Linked DNA regions of Rattus norvegicus: region 2 is linked to region 1. Evidence: chromatin contacts called from public Hi-C data. All regions are on one chromosome and are shown on one strand. Each heading gives the region's core, a stretch centred on a gene start, on an enhancer-like site or on the middle of the called end of the contact. The rest is flanking DNA. Distances are from core to core; before and after follow the strand shown. Region 1 has its middle 74 kb from the start of Etv6. Region 2 overlaps Etv6 (ETS variant transcription factor 6).

What was found. A called contact is a pair of places that touch in the nucleus more often than the background predicts.
Region 2: a contact with region 1 is called in a Hi-C map of mammary epithelial cells, with 3 times the contacts expected there. The contact joins two enhancer-like sites. A contact is called at or near these places in 2 of 12 Hi-C or Micro-C datasets (Schwann cells and mammary epithelial cells) and 1 of 1 datasets of contacts at active chromatin or transcription factors (oligodendrocytes).

Annotation. Positions count from the first base shown.
Region 1 is chr4:168,502,140-168,510,073 of GRCr8, forward strand. No RefSeq gene overlaps it. Among named protein-coding and RNA genes, the nearest start is that of Etv6, 74 kb to the right of the region's middle. Within about 2 kb of position 3,477, at least 12 of the 93 cell types and tissues checked have an H3K27ac peak or open chromatin away from gene starts, as enhancers often do.
Region 2 is chr4:168,753,001-168,760,934 of GRCr8, forward strand. All of the region lies in intron 2 of Etv6 (ETS variant transcription factor 6), which reads left to right. Among named protein-coding and RNA genes, the nearest start is that of Etv6, 180 kb to the left of the region's middle. Within about 2 kb of position 2,786, at least 21 of the 93 cell types and tissues checked have an H3K27ac peak or open chromatin away from gene starts, as enhancers often do.

The sequences.
Region 1 (7,934 bases), core at 2,227-4,726:
CACAGGCCAAGGAAAGCAGATCACTCCCAACATGTCCCTGCCAGGTTGCCACTGAGACTACTCTAAACACCCAGAGACCAGGGGCACCACTAAAAGTAAATGATGGAAAAACAGAAGAGAAAAAGAAACAGAAGGATATGGGCACAGTGAAGAAAGTCAGAACTGCAGGGTACTGAGAAACGGCCTGATGTGAGTAGTAGGTGATGTCACCTATGGCCGTGGTGAGGTCCTAGCCTGTGCTGCCACTAAGGGCCATGTCTGAATCCCCTGACCCTTCAGCAGCAGTGATCTGTTACCACCAAAGGCCAGGTGGATGTCCTTGGTCTGGGCCACCACCCAAGGTCATGTTGATATCTGAGGACTGTGCAGAACTGGACCCAGCCCTTGCCTGGGCATTATGGGAAAGCTGGCCCTGAGGGCTTGAAGCAGGAGAGCTGACCCCACCCTTTGCCACCTGTAGTACTCAGGAGAGCACAGGGACATTGCTAGGAAGCACAGAAGAGCTGGCCTAGGTTGCAGGAGTCATGGGTGAGCCAACCAGAGGGTGTGTGCATGGGAGAGCTGGTCCAGTGCTCTGCCTACTGCAGCACCCCAGAGAGCAGGACCTGCCCCTAGCCTAGGCAGCATAGTAAAACTGGTCCTGATGGTGTGGGTGTGTTGAACTGGCCCCAAGGGTATGAGAGTAGGAAAGCTGTTTCTACCCCTTGCTGACTGCAGAATTGGATGAGCTAGCCAGAACAGTGCTGGATGACTCCGTGTGACGTAGCGTGGGAAAGCCTCCTAGGCTCAGATCCAGGGCTTTGAACTGGCCCACCCCAACCTCTACCCCCTTGATGAACTGCTGGACCATGTGAAGGGAACAGTCCTAGAGATCCAAAATTACAGGACCTCCAGGACACAGAACAACAGCAGGGATATGCAAGAGAAGTCCCTGTGAGGTTCCAATACTGATGGCGTAACAGAAGCCAGAGGTCTTGAACCAGACTAATGAGGGGCAGTTATCTGCTGTGTGTGCTAAGAATCAAACTGAGGTACACTGAAAGAATAGCAAACGTTCTTACCAATTGAGCCATCTCTCTAGCCCCCTCCCAATTTCTTACCGTCTGAAATGCTAGGCTTTCTCAGTCCCATGCTTTAGTATGTCTTCTGTCCCTAAGAACGCAAGACCCCATAACATCACACAAGATACATTACTCTATGAGTTGGAGCCCTCGTGGAAGTATGTTGAATTTTACCAGGTTCCGCACGGACTTGTTCTATGAGATGTTACATCCTGAGAATGCCATAAAGAAGAGGGGCATGGCTAGCCAGACTGGGTTACAGCCCAGAGGACTCCAAGTATATGATCCCGGCTGTGAGGACCATCATCAACAGAGTAACAAGAACGAGACTAGAAAGAAGAATTGGGGTCCAAGAGATGACCAGAGTGACAAGGGAGCTGAGTGGGTTGGTGGACTCGTTGATCAAACTGAAAGAAGAAAAAGAACCAAGAAACAGAGGGTCAAAGAGGGAACCCAGCTGCTGACTTAATACTGTGCCTTCTGCCCTTCTCACAGTTGAGCACAGACTGAGCAAAGGATATGCCCTTAGTTTTCAGAGTCAAGAAGGCTAGGCCTGGAGTTCCTGAGGATGAGGTTTTCGGGGAACACTAGACAATTATTTTATGTATAATTATATTATGTGCATAAGTGTTCATCTGTGTGTGTGTGTGTGTGTGTGTGTGTGTGTGTGTGTGTGTGTGTGTGTGTGTGTGTCCGATGCCTGCAGAGGAAGGAAGATGGTACCACATACTCTGCAAGTGAAGTTACAAGTAGTTGTGAGCCAGCGTGTAGGTGCTGAGACTCAAACCCAGGTCCACTGCAAGAGCAACAAGTGCTCTCCACCATGGAGCCACCTCTCCCGATAGATAGATAGATAGATAGATAGATAGATAGATAGATAGATAGATAGATAGATAGATAGATAGATAGGTCGGTGGGTGGGTGGGTGGGTGGGTGGGTGGGTGGGTGGATGGATGGATAGACAGGTAGACAGATAGACAGACAGACAAATAGATAGGATAGATGGATGGATGGATGGATAGATGGATGGATGGATGGATGGATGGATGGATGGATGGATGGATGGATGGATGGATGGATGGATGGATGGATGGATGGATGGATGGATGGATGGACAGGTAGATAGACAGACAGACAGACAGACAGACAGACAGACAAATAGATAGGATAGATGGGTGGGTGGGTGGATGGATGGATGGATGGATGGACAGAAGGATAGACAGATGGACAGATAGACATAATAGATGGATACATACACACATGCATACATACATACACATATACACATACATACATACATACATACATACATACATACATACCTATTTTTTCTTTGATTGTAATGAATAGGAATATCTCTACTAAAATCATTTGTTTGGGAGCTGGAACAGTGCTTAGCAGTTAAGACTGCACGCTGCTCCTGCAGACAACTGAATTCCATTTCCTGCACTCAAGTCAGGTTCTTGAGTCTCCATCTCCAGGAGATATGACAGCCTCCTCTGGCCCTCATGAGTGTCTTCACTAACATGTACATACCCACAGAGACACACAGACATGTGTAATATTTTCAAACAGAATAAGTCTTTTAAGTTGCCTTTTGAGCTGCAGTTTCCTAAGAGATGGTCCTGCTGTATAACCCAGGCTGGCCTCAAACTTGCAATCCACCCGCTTCAACCACTTTAGTGCTTGCGCTCGCCCAACAAGAGATTGGAAATATCTCTAGAAGGGTGTTTACTCTCCCATCAATTAGTTTTGTCTCCTTAAATCCAAAACGACTTTTGATGTGACAGTGCTCAGTGGGAGACAGTTCTCTCCAAAGTTATATATACCAGCGTATGTTTATATCCAACCAAGTAGTATATATTTGGTTTTTCTTTTCTACATAAAACATTGACAATGACTGGGGAGCTCTTGGCTTGAAGGGGGAGAAAATGAGGCCTGCACTGAGTCAGCAGTGGACTTCAGGTGACTGGTCCATCTCCTCCTGTGACTAAACCATCCTGGGGTGTATTTGACCTACTTGGAGACTTGATGATGCAGAGCAAATGAACCATCTAATGCCTAATTCCGTGTGTCCCAGCTCCCATGCAGCCTTTTAAAGCACCCCAATTGATCATGAGAGGGTCTTAACTCCTCCCCACCTCCATGACACTGTTGCCTTTCAGAAGTAAGAGAGGGTTCATAATTGGTTGGGAGTGCCTGCTGCAAAGGAACTCTGACTCTCTCCTGTCTGCATTAGGCAATCCAGGCACAAACCTCCACTGTCCTGGCAAGAAATTCTAACTCCCACCAGAATGGAGAGAAGCCAAAGAAAGTCAAAACTTTCTTCAAACAGAAGCTCATTAGGAAAACGCTATGGGAGGGAGAGGAATGGAGTGACTGCCCTGGCCAAAAGGGCAGTGACTCAGTGTGAAACAACTGCTCCTGCTAGAAGAGTTGGGTTAGAGCCCCAGGGACTTGGGTGGAGATGAAGAGAGCTGTACTTAGGAGAACACAGGGACACATGTACCGAAACACTACACTGTGCCCTATGAAGATAATGTGGTTATTATGTGCGATTATCAGGAATTAATTTAAAAATCGTTAAATGTTTAAGATGCGAACGTTAGCAACTCTGATCTGGCCATTCTGCCTTATATACAGAAACATGAACAATTAAAATAAGAACAAGTCTGTAATCTAAAATTCACATGTGAAAACGAAAGAGAAAAAAAAAATTCGTGGTCCAGCAAGCAAAAATAGAACTCCTTCCAACTTCCCCTTAGAAACTCTCGGTCTCTGAAAAGCATGGCAAAGAAAATGGCCAGTAGGTGGCAGCAGGAGATAACGGAACCAAAGGCATACGCCACTCTCACCGTTGTGGGTGGGATTTCATTTAGTCAGTAAGGAATGCTAGTGGAAGGAAGGTCATCCAGTTGGTTTGTGTATTTCCAGCCTCTTGAGCAGGGCCTGACACATGGTGGATATATTTGCTGATTGATTGAATGAATCAATGAACGGAGAACTAACTCATCTAAGCTAAAATACATCATCATTTGAAACGATGACGTTCTTTTTGTATCCTATCAGTAAATGGCCATTTTATTTAGTTTTTGGTCGAAAATGCTAGATTATTTATGTGTTCATACAAGTATATATTGTATGTGAGCATACCCCCATGCCTCCCATCCTCTTTTCCTAACCCTTCTTCCCTTTGTTAGTGCCCCTTGCTCCCTGTGCAGTTTCACTTACATATCATACACATGTGATTTTTATTTTTAAACAGTGTCTCACATTGTAGCCCTGGCTGTCCTGGAACTCACAATATAGACCAGGCTGGCCTTGAACTCACAGAGATCTGTCTCCCTCTGCCTCTCAAGTGTTGGGATTAAAGTTATGCACCACCACATCCAAATAAATGATGTTTTATCCATGGGGCTATACAAAATCTAGGAAGTACAAGTGAGAAGATGTGATATTTGTTTTTCTGGAATTGATCTAATTTACTCCGCGTAGTCATCTCTCCTTGCATCCATTTTGTTCTAAACAACATAACTTCATTCCTTTCCATGGTTGAAAAAAACAAAACAAAACAAAAACAAAAAAACTCCACTTTAGTGACGAGAAAGATAGCTCAGAAGTTAAGAACATTTGTCACTCGTCCAGAGACTCTAGGTTCCATTTCCAATACCCACTACAGCTCCAGGGACCCGATATTTTCATGTGGTCTTAGGTTAAAGGCACCCACACGCATATGTGCACACATCTGTGCAGGCACTAACAAGCAAATATATATTTCTTATATAAATTATATGCATAATTATTTATAAATATATATCCTATTTCTTTATCCATTCTTCTGTTGATGCATCCTAGATTGGTTCTGGAACTCAGCTACTGTGAGCAGTGCTTCAATAAGCATTTGTGGGCAGGTGATTCTGTGATGTATTGACATGGAGTTCTTCAGGTGAATATCAGGAGTGAGTGGTGTAGCTGGGTCATACCAAGTCTAATTTTAGTTTTTTGAGAAACTGCCGTACTGACTTCCACAGTGACAAGGCTAATTACAATTTCACCAGCAGTGTCTAGATGCATCCTTTACAGAGCTGAGATTAATAATACCAGAACCAAACACATACAACAAAAGAAAATCATAGACTAACCTCCCTAATGAACATAAATAGATTTTGTTTTAATAAAATACTTGCAAGCCAAATTGGAGCTGGCCTCAAGAAGATCATTCACCATGATCAAGTTGGCTTTAGTCCAAAACAGCAGAGGTTGATCTAGTATGCATTCCCACCAGCAGGGTGTGAGGGCTTTCTCTTCTCAACATCCTCGCCAGCACTTGTTGTTATTAATTTTCTTAAATGACTACCATTCTGATGGGAGTAAGATAAACTCTTAATTTAGCTTTGAACTTGATTTGTTTGTTTTGTTTTGTAGTACTACTGAGAACTGAATTTAGGGCCTTAGACACTGGGCAAGTGCTCTACCTCTGACCTATATCTCCAATCCTTAGAAAACAAAACACAAACAAACAAACAAAAAACTTATACTTTTACTTTGAGACAAGGTTTTCCACTTCCCAGTCTGTCCTTGAACTTATAATTCCCTGAAGGAGCATATCCTACAAACTGATTCCAGTGTAGATTAGTTAAAGCTTTTTTATATTAGAGACTTTCAGAAGTTTATTAGATTCGGACAACACTGACAACTACACCTATGCTAATTTAAAGAGAGAATTAGAGAATTGAATTGTTAATATCCTATCCTATGCATGGATAGACTGAAAGTGTCAAGAAGTGCAGTAAACTCAATTGACTATATGCCTCAGTGGGTTAAGGAGCTTGTCAACTTGACCACATGAATCTAATACCCAGGACATATATTGTGAAAAGAGTGCACCAAATCATGTAAGATGTTCTCTGACCACCACCCACCTATCACATGTCCTCACAGAGAGGGGGGGGAGGGGAGGGAAGGGAAGGGAAGGGAAGGGAAGGGAAGGGAAGAGAAGAGAAGAGAAGAGAAGAGAAGAGAAGAGAAGAGAAGAGAAGAGAAGAGAAGAGAAGAGAAGAGAAGAGAACTGAAAACGGACCATAGCTAGAGTAACAGTTGAAATACAGAGTTTCAAAGAAATCAGCATTCAGAAGGAAGACATTTTGCATTTGGAAATAAACAATTGATCTTTGAGTAACTGTAATCGTTTAAGCTGACTGAAATTTAAAACCAGTTTATTTCAGCCAGGAGTGGTGACCTTTAATCCCAGAATGCAAGAGGCAGAGGCAAGCCTGGTTTCAGGCCAGCTAAAGTGACTTCTCTCAAGCAAACAAGAACTAGCTCATTTGACTGGTTCTCCTGGAACATGCTCTAGTAAAATCGTATGTATTTGTTTGTTTGCTTATCATCCTTGCTTAGTAATAATTAAGGTGACAAAAAATGAAAAGACAAAATGAGCCAGTCTGTAGTGAGGCCTTTTATCGCACTGACGACTTTTTTTTTGTTTGTTTGTTTGAGATGATCAGAGTCCTCACGCCTTGCTTATACCAGCACACAGAATGCGACATACAAGCCTCTGTCTCACTTGTCAGGAGGAGAGGCGGTCAGCTCTTTCTAGACACCCCGACAAGGCCTCTGCTAATGAAATAACACCATTGGCAATGCTGAGCTGATGCAGGAGAGCTGACATGTGGAGGATATGGGTTCTTTGAGGGCAGCAGTGTTGTCTTACTTCCAGCACCACACCCAGTGTCTGACATATATTAAGGGCTCAATAAATATTTACCGAATGTGTAGAGACTATCAAGACGTATCTCAGTGAACAATGGTACTTGAATCAGAGCCACATTCTCAGCAGATCATGGGAGCTCATAAGAATGGAACCAGAATCAAAGAAATAAGCATTATCTAAAGCTGGTGACACCCTTCATTGTCATGCTTATCTGAGGAACTCCTGTTCTCACCCTGTTCAACTCTAGTACACTAACCATCTCACTTATAGTGACTACACTTAACTGTGTACTAAAGGACGGCAACCCTCTGTCTTTAAATATTCTGACAAATTTCAGATTTACCATTAGCCTCCCTCACTCTGGAGGACCACTATATCTTTAACATCAGTTTCTTTCTTAAGAAAATAACTATTTACTTTTTATGTATGTATATTATGCATGGCCACCTAGATGTACATATCACATGTGTTCAGGTGCCATGGGGGGCAGAAGAGGGCATGAGATCCCCTGGAACTGGAGTTACAGTTGTAACCCAGGAGCCATCAGATGTGGGAACAGAAGCCAGGTCCTCTGCAAGACCAGCGTGTACTCTTAAAGACTGAATCATCTCTCCAGGTCCCAAGAGGACAATTGTAATTTTTAAATGATTGTCCTGGGTCAATGAGGTGGCTTAGTCATAAAAAAGGTTTGCCATGCAAGCCTCACCATCTGAGTTCAATCCTGGGAATCCATGATGGACAGAAAAAGAATCCAGCTCCTGAAGTTACCCTCTGACCTCTACACATGTACCATAGTGCACATAGACCTGTGCACACACACTGAGTAACAGCAACACATGTGTGTGTATGTGTGTGTGTGTGTGTGTGTGTGTGTGTGTGTGTGTGTGTGTGTGTGTGTGTAGGTTGTTGTGAGTACAGTTGCCCCACAGGGGCCAGAGGAGTTGGATGCTCCTGAAGCTGGAGTCACAGATAGATGTGAACCATTTCATGTGGTTGCTGGGACTTGAACTCAGGACCTCCAGAAGAGCAGAACATGCTCTTAACCACTGAACTATCTCTCCATCCCCTAAATGTAATTTAAAAAATTACTATCCTGAATGTTGACAGTTCTCCGTACCTGGCTGAAGCCCTGAACTTTCATTTGCCTGTTCTCCGTAGGC
Region 2 (7,934 bases), core at 1,536-4,035, 250 kb after region 1:
TTAGGATAAAGTCTAAGCTCAGGACAGCATCCTGTTAATAATGGCCACTGTGTCTCGAGTGCTCAATCTATGCCAGGTTCTGTTCTGCTCTGAGAGCTTTATACGGATCCATCCCATCCTGCTTAGTGCCCATGGTTTCCTTGATGAAGGTCAGTTATCGTCCCGATTTTAGGATCGAGGAAACTGAAGCATACATGAGTGTGTACCTCCAAAGGTCACGCAGCTAGCAAGTCGAGGAGCCAAGTTTTAACCCCCAGAACACCTGGTTCAGGACCGCACTCCTGACCACTGTGCTACACTGCCTTCTTTGTACAGGATCGTTCCCCATTCATTCAGAAATATTGGTTGAGTTCCTATATAGTGAACCAGAAGCTGCCTGAGGCGTTGAGGGTGTGGCAGGAGTACAGCAGAGTCTGCCTATGTCCTGGTGAGGAAGAGTAGACAAAACAAGGCTCAGGAAATAGCTCAGTAGGTAAAGTGCTTGCTGTACAGGATCCAGGCAAACATGAGGATCTGAGTTCATATCCCTGGCACCCGTGACGGGGACGGGGTGAGAGGAAAGGAAGGCAGAGACAGGCAGAGTTCACAGTCAGACTCAGGGGAGACCTTGTCTCTAAATAAGGTGAGGAATGATAGTGTCTGACGAGAAACCTAACTGACTCCACACACGTGCGCATGTGCACCCACATACGCACACACTCGCACGTGTGCGCGTGCACACACACTAAATAAACAATCGAACAAATGAACAAGAGCTGTTAGAAAGAGAAATTAATGGAACAGGAATGCAGCAAGAAAGGGGGACGTCAGAGAATACAGACTCGCTGTTTTGGGTGGAAAGTTAGGAAGACCTTAAAGGAAGTGAGATCGTCCCGAAGGAGTCGGCGGTGCAAAGGCCCTGGGGTAGGACTCTGTCTCGTGGGGGCATCAGTGGAACCAGAGCGGGAAGAGGAGGGTGGGGGGAGGAGTGGGATAGAGCATGTCAGGCTGCAGTCGTTTGCACATGAGCTCTGAGTGACATAGAGGAGCAGTACCTGTGCATGTGGGCCTCTCTGCAGCTCCCTTGAGAACAGACTGTAGGGGGGCATTATGGAAGCTGGGGGACGAGTTTGGGACTTGAGAGCCAATGGTGGCTGGGACTAGAGAGCCAACGGTGGCTGGGATAGTACGGAGGCAGCAGAAGTGAAGGAAGCCGTTGGATCTGGATGCGGAATAAAGGCAGAGCCAACAGCATTTGCCAACAGACTGGAAAGGCACGCAGCAGACAGTAGAAGGTTGCCTTAAAGCAAGGGGTCCTTGGCCACTGACAGCGTGAGCTTGGCCTTCTCTGAGACTGGGATTCACGGGCAAGGGTGAGCGCTGTCTAGATGTGCATACATTTGAGATAGATGATGTTCAGTGCACTGTAGCGTCAACACGGAGACATCACCTCCCACCCTACCCTTTCTAAACACACACGCCTTGCGTGACAGCTGTGTCATGCGGCTTGGTTTCCCAAACTGACTGTGCCTGCCAAGCTGCCACCCTGTCCTTCCATTCTCAGAGGCTACCCTGGCCCGGTTCTGATGCAGACTTGTAAATGTCTCTCCACGCTCCCGGTTTCCCAGCCAGACTGGCTATCATTCCCCTGCACCCAACGTTAGATGTTGGATGGAGGGGCTGAGGATCCAGTGAAGGGAGCAGTGGGTAGATGATGAATGCTGTGCAGTTAGACCACACTGTGTTCGGCTGGTGATGGCGGGAATTCCCCTGGACCGTTGCCAGGTGGGATGAACACTCAGCTGAACTGAAAGAAACAGCAGATGTCAGGAATCTGTGCGTTAATCCTGCCCCGTGCATCACGACGCCACAGCCTAAGTCCCCTTCCCTGAACGCTGGTACCCCCACCTTCCCACCCCAGCCCTGGCTCCTGGTTCGGTTCATCTCTGGCGGTAGTAAGCGTGTTCTCGTTCCCTTGTACGTCCAGGTGTGTAGGGGAAATCTTGATTTTTAAAACCGGAAGAGCGTTTAGCGTGGTGATGTGCTGCGAGCTTGCTTTCCACAGGCCCCTGGGTCTGCCAAAAACGATCAGGCCTCATTATTTAGGAAGCTGCCTCAAGCCAGGCATTACTAATTTGGATGCCTATTCGGGCAAATGAGCAATGAATCGAGAAGTGCTTTTGTCAGTGAATTGCAAGTGAAGGGGTGGGGTCAGGGGAGAGTGATAGAATGTTTGGCCTTGCCTCATTTCCAGAAAGGACGGACATTTCTTCCTGGAAGCTGCACTTGGCAGCCGGCTTGGGGAATGGGAAAGATTTATTTCCTTCTGCCAAAGCTCCATAATTCAGCTCGAGTATTTCAAATCGATACATCCCTTGCAAAGTTTCCAAGGGCCGTGTTCTTTTTTAAAAAGACATTTTCAAAAAGAAAATATCAGTAGGGCACAATTCTTCAGTGGTAAGATTGGCGGGTCAAGGGTGAGTCCAGTCTTCCAAAGAGGCCGAAGCCCTAATGAGAAAGCAGAGGTGCAGGGGAAGAGCTGGGTCGGGAAGGGGGAGAGTGGGGTTGGGGCTGATATGTCAGGTAGGGTACCTACAGGCAGCTGTGAATCACTTCCCTGGACGTGTGGGACTGCTTCACCTGCTGATGGGGAGCTTCTGTGCAAAGCTGATGACTGAAATCCCCTGTATCTGAGACTGTGGCTTGTCACACACATAGCTTCCTGAGGAAGAATCACTCACAGAGGTCTTCACCATCGCTTAGGACTGCTGAGGTGTCCAGCCCACAGCCTGCATGAGTCAGATTCTTGTGAAATTTTCAGATGTCTACAGCTCTGGCACGGAAGGACAGTGACAGTGTCAACTGGGCCCTTGTTGCTTTAGAAATCCCTTCTGACGGGAGAGTCTACATTCACGGGAACTGGTCCTCAGTAGTCCTGTGTCCTGGGTCTAACTCTGACTGGCTGCCACCTTCTTCTTCCACAGTAGCAGAGAAGGAGAGACTTGGGGAAGAGCTCCCCAAGGAAAACAGAACCAAGCGGTTTCAGAATGCTAGCTGCCGTGTTTGAATAGAGGAGTAAGCTAGGCAACGTTCAAAGTAAGTTAATTCCTAAAAGTCCAGAAGCACTAACTTCGTTTTAAAGAGGAAAAAAAAAAAGCAGTAGAAAAGCGAGACTCAAACACACACTGTGTCTTATAGACAGAGGAAAATATAGCTCCTCCTGACATGTTTTCCAAGGCACGTATCAGGATACTTGTAAGGATACTTGACACTGGTCACTGGAGTTGGGGTCACTGCAGAACCCTGTGACGTCATCTCAAGACCCTTAAGCTGTGTCTGTGCAGATGCTTCTCATAAAAGACTGCATGTACAGGCTCCAAGGGTTACAGGGTGAGGGTACCCTTGGGTATCTTTCGATTATAGCCTGCATGCTAGTAGGTCACAGAAACAGAGTGGAAGTGGGATTTGCGTTTTATTTTCTAATTTGGCTGGTGGTAGTTCCTAGAGTTTCTATCAAGTTAGCCATACTTGTTAAGAAGTAAGAGTGGACAGCGTGCTTTTGATAAACAGCCCGGTAGTGAGGACCTCACCAGAACCACAAGAAAGGGCTTTTATACAGTGTGGATGAATGTGGGCTGCACCACCGGTTACATGCTGCCTGTTCACTTGGCTGCTTTCACAGGTTCTTACCTCAGGCCCCAAAGACAGGGATCTCTCTTCAGAACTCACAGCGCTCTTATCTATAAAATAGGCATGGCCGCTCATGCCTGTAATCCCGGGACTTGGGAGGTAGAGGCAGGAGAGAGGTATTCAGGGTCTTCCTTACCTGTAGTGAGTTCAAGGCCAGCCTGAGCTCCAAGAGAAGAATGACAAATCCCATGTGACAATAGGCAAACAGTGAATCCAGGTGCCTTCCTTTTTGGTGTCCCCTGCCATTCTGACACCTAGCTAGTCAGAGTGTGCCCCACCCTCTGGCCACTAGGGACTTCACCTTGACACTCTGGGTCTGCCAATATTCGTTGGGACTCTTCTTACTGCCTAACAAAACCAAACATGAGTTGATTGATGTCTGGTGTTATCTTATCAGCTCGCTCTCCCAAGGGACTCCTCCTGTCTTTATCACAAGCTATAAATGTTGTAGAATCCCAGGTGAGTGAGCCAGGAGAGAAAGGTGTTCTGCGTAAGGCGGAGCCGCCCAGCTCCCTTCTGGCCCCTGAGCCCAAGGAAAATGGGGCCTGTCTCTCTAATTTTCCTACCACTGTATACAAGTCTTTAGCCAAGGACATCAGCAGCCTTCACAACTCTCATACTGAGGAAAAACTAGGGAAAGAAACGATTCTCTCTCCCGAGTCTGTGAGTAAAGAAGGAATGGGTTCAGGGACAGAGACGTTAGTCTCATATGCACATGCCAGAAAGTGTAACACGACTGTCTTTAAATAGAAGTTGCTGGTCCAAACGTGATCTTTTTTTTTTTTTCATGAGGCGTCAGCGTCAGCAATGCCGTTAAAATTACCCCTTCCTGCTTGTGATGTCTGTCTTGCGGCCCTCAGATGCTGAGTTAGCACTGGCTGCCTGGCCTCCAGAGGACACTCAATTCCACAGCAGAGGGCAGCCAACCTTTGAAAACTCTTGGAGAGAGTCACAGGAGTCAGGAGGAGGGATAGAACACATGGAAGGCTGGAATGCAGTTCTCTCTGGAAAAACACCCAAGAAAAGCCTTGAAGTATCTTAGGTTCCTTGGACACCCCCACCCCCCAGTCCAGTCCAGTCTGAGGTTCACAGACGTCTTGTTTAAAGTTAGAAAACCCCTTCTGTCTTCTGGCCTTTACCATCACCCCAACACACACACACACACACACACACACACACACACACGCACACACGCACACACGCACACATGCACACACACGCACACCCTTCTTGTCCTCTCACATCACCACCTCTGGGATTCCATGATGTCAGGCACTGTCTCCATCTTGAGAAGAGGCAGCTTGCTGTCTCTAAAGGATAGAGAGCAACCCAGGAGGGAAGTGAAAGGACAGCTGGGCCACACAAAGGCCAGCCTCTCCCCTATCCCGTGATTGGATCTCTCCTATCCCATCCAGAATGAGAATGAAGGTCACTCTTGTCGCACTCCGTAAATGAATGTCTGTGGATCGTGGCTATGGCTAGACAAGAGATCATCTGTTTGTGGCTTAAATGGGCCCAGGAAAGGAAAACTGTTCACTCGCTCCCATTCAGGGAGCCCCTGTCAATCATCTCTCCGACGCAGAGCCCACAGATGCAGATCTTTGTGCTCTCGTCCATTATATGCACCCATTAAACCTGTTTGAAACTCGGCACACTGACTTCTAGTAGCCAGTTGACTTACTTTTCTGTCCTACAGTTGGACTTACGGTTGGCATACGCTTTGGTAAAGTTGGTAAATTAAGATCTAGCTCCTCCCTTCAGGTTGGGGATTTAGCTCAGTGGTAGAGCACTTACCTAGCAAAGTGCAAGGCTCTGGGTTCGGTCCTCAGCTCTGGGGGAAAAAAAGACAAAATGATAAGATATATCTGCTCCCAAATACAGGAAATTCTGTCCTTTTTTTGCCTCTTGGCTTTTGAAGCTCCTCTCACTGTAATGTCTCTTCATGACTGGTCACACTAACCCAGTGTTCACAGACTAAGATAAATGGTGATAATGAGTCTTTACTAATATGCACACCAAGCGTCAGTGCGTCAGGTCTTCTAACATTCCCCAGGAGGGGACACCCTCCCCCATCCCTGCCAAGGACTGCTCAGCTCACCATTTTGTCTCGTCCTGATGTCTGCGTGAAAAGTGGGCACGATTTCTGGTTCTGCGTTCTCATTTCCTCCCCTAAATTTGGGATAATGTGTGTATTTCTCTTTCAAACCTAATTTGCTGTTACATTCTGTAAGTCAGCAGTGAGAATCATTTGTATACAAGATACTGGAAAGCACTAAATTGATTTTCCAGTGATCCACCAGTCAACTCCAGTGCTCCACAGACATTGAAAGGGTGGGCCCTGGGCCCTGTGTGTGCCTTCCAAAGGAAGGATAATGGCTGACCTTAAATTCTCTGACAGATCTTTACCTCCAAAAGTCCAGGAGATGAGTGAAATTGCTCGTCTGTCCCCACTTTCTGAGGTTAACATGGAACCTCCTCATGTCTGTCTTGGGAGACTGACTTGAAGCATTGGTGTTTAGTTCGTCAAAAATTCTTGTGTTTGCTTTGGTTCTTAAAACACATTGTCCCATGGTACCCGTAGAACATGGATTCCAAAGCATTTGCTGACTCCCAGCTAGGACTCTCAAGGCCCTGTTGTAGTAGAATAGTGTTTGCCTATAACCTACATCCCTCCATATACTTCAAATCACTAGATTGCTTACAAAAACCTAAGGCGATGGACAATCCTCTTAGTTTGTTACTCTGTGGCTTACAAAATGAAGACATGATAAATCGTAAAGTTCAGTGCAATTAATGCACTTGCTGTGTTGTTATTTGGGTGTGGTTTTATATATTATATATTATACATATACTGATACCATATACATAATACAATTATATTGTATATATGGAATATATGTATATATAATAGTTATATATATGATATATACTATGGTTGGATTGTACATGTGGAACCCATTGGTATCTATTGTACTAAACTATTACTTCAATTACTGAATTTTTAAAAGAAGCCTTGATGCTTCACACCTAAGACAGACACCCCACTGCCTAGACCTCCTCTCTCCTCCCTTCCCTGGCTTGCTCTTGACAGTCTCAGTATCTTCAGGGGAGATAATATCCCAATGGTACATTGGTTGCCAGTCCTTTTCTTCCCCCCTAAGGTGCTACAGCCGTGTCAGAATTTGGCCAGGGCATCTCAGAGCTTACAGAACTATTGCTCTGTCTTCCCCAGGCTCCAGAAAGCTGCTTAATCCATTGCTGACTCCTGTAGATGCATGCCAAAGCTCAGACATTCAGCTGACTAGTCTGTGTCTTGCAAAACCCCTAAAGTGCACAGAGCATACCCTACTGGAATTATTGCGTGTCATACTTGAATTAGTGTTAGGAAGTAGAATGACATGTTAAGTAGCATTGTATTAATTTCTAGAGAGTCTTACACATGCAAACATGTGATTTTGATTATATTCATCCCCCTCCTTCTCTCCCAACTCCTCCAAGATCCACCCTTTCCCGACATAGCTTCCAGTTCTCTAGGCTCATTGTAATGTTGGGTAAGTCCCCCAACCCCTCTTCTTAGCTTCAGTTTCTTCTGTAGCTTCACAGAGCAGTTGCTGAGAGGACAGGAACATGGGAGCCTTAGGTGATGTACTTAACCTTAGAGGTTTGAAGGAACCCAACTCGCCAGGCCATAAGAGGAGCATCCAATGGTAGTGGTTCCTGGGCAGGAAGACGGTTGTTGTGTGACTTTAACTGGGAAGGCTGAATGCCTATGTTAGATTAGAGGTTGATCACAGACTGTAATATTCTACCAGAGTCCAGTTTGGTGAACAAATGAGTTTGGGGAGATTATAGGTGTATGGATCTCTTAATTTCATTTCCATTGCAGCGTTAACATACCCTGACCAAAAAGTACCATGGGGGAGGAAAACATTTATTTTATTCACAAATCCAAATTATAATCCATCATTTTGGGTAATTCAGAGCAGGAACTCAAGCAGCCAATCAAGCTATAGTCAAGCCCAAAGGAAAAACTAAACACAACCTTGTTTGCTTGCCCTTGACTAGGATTCTTCTCTCTTATGCTGGTCAGGACTCTCTGCCTAGGGAATGGTGCTGCCCACAGTGACTGGGTCTTTCTACCTCAACAATCAAGACAACTCCCTATAGATACACCCACAAACCAACCTGGATCTACATAATTCCTAATGAAGACTCTTTTTCAGGCTATTTTGTATTATGTAAAGTTGGCATTTAATACAATACAG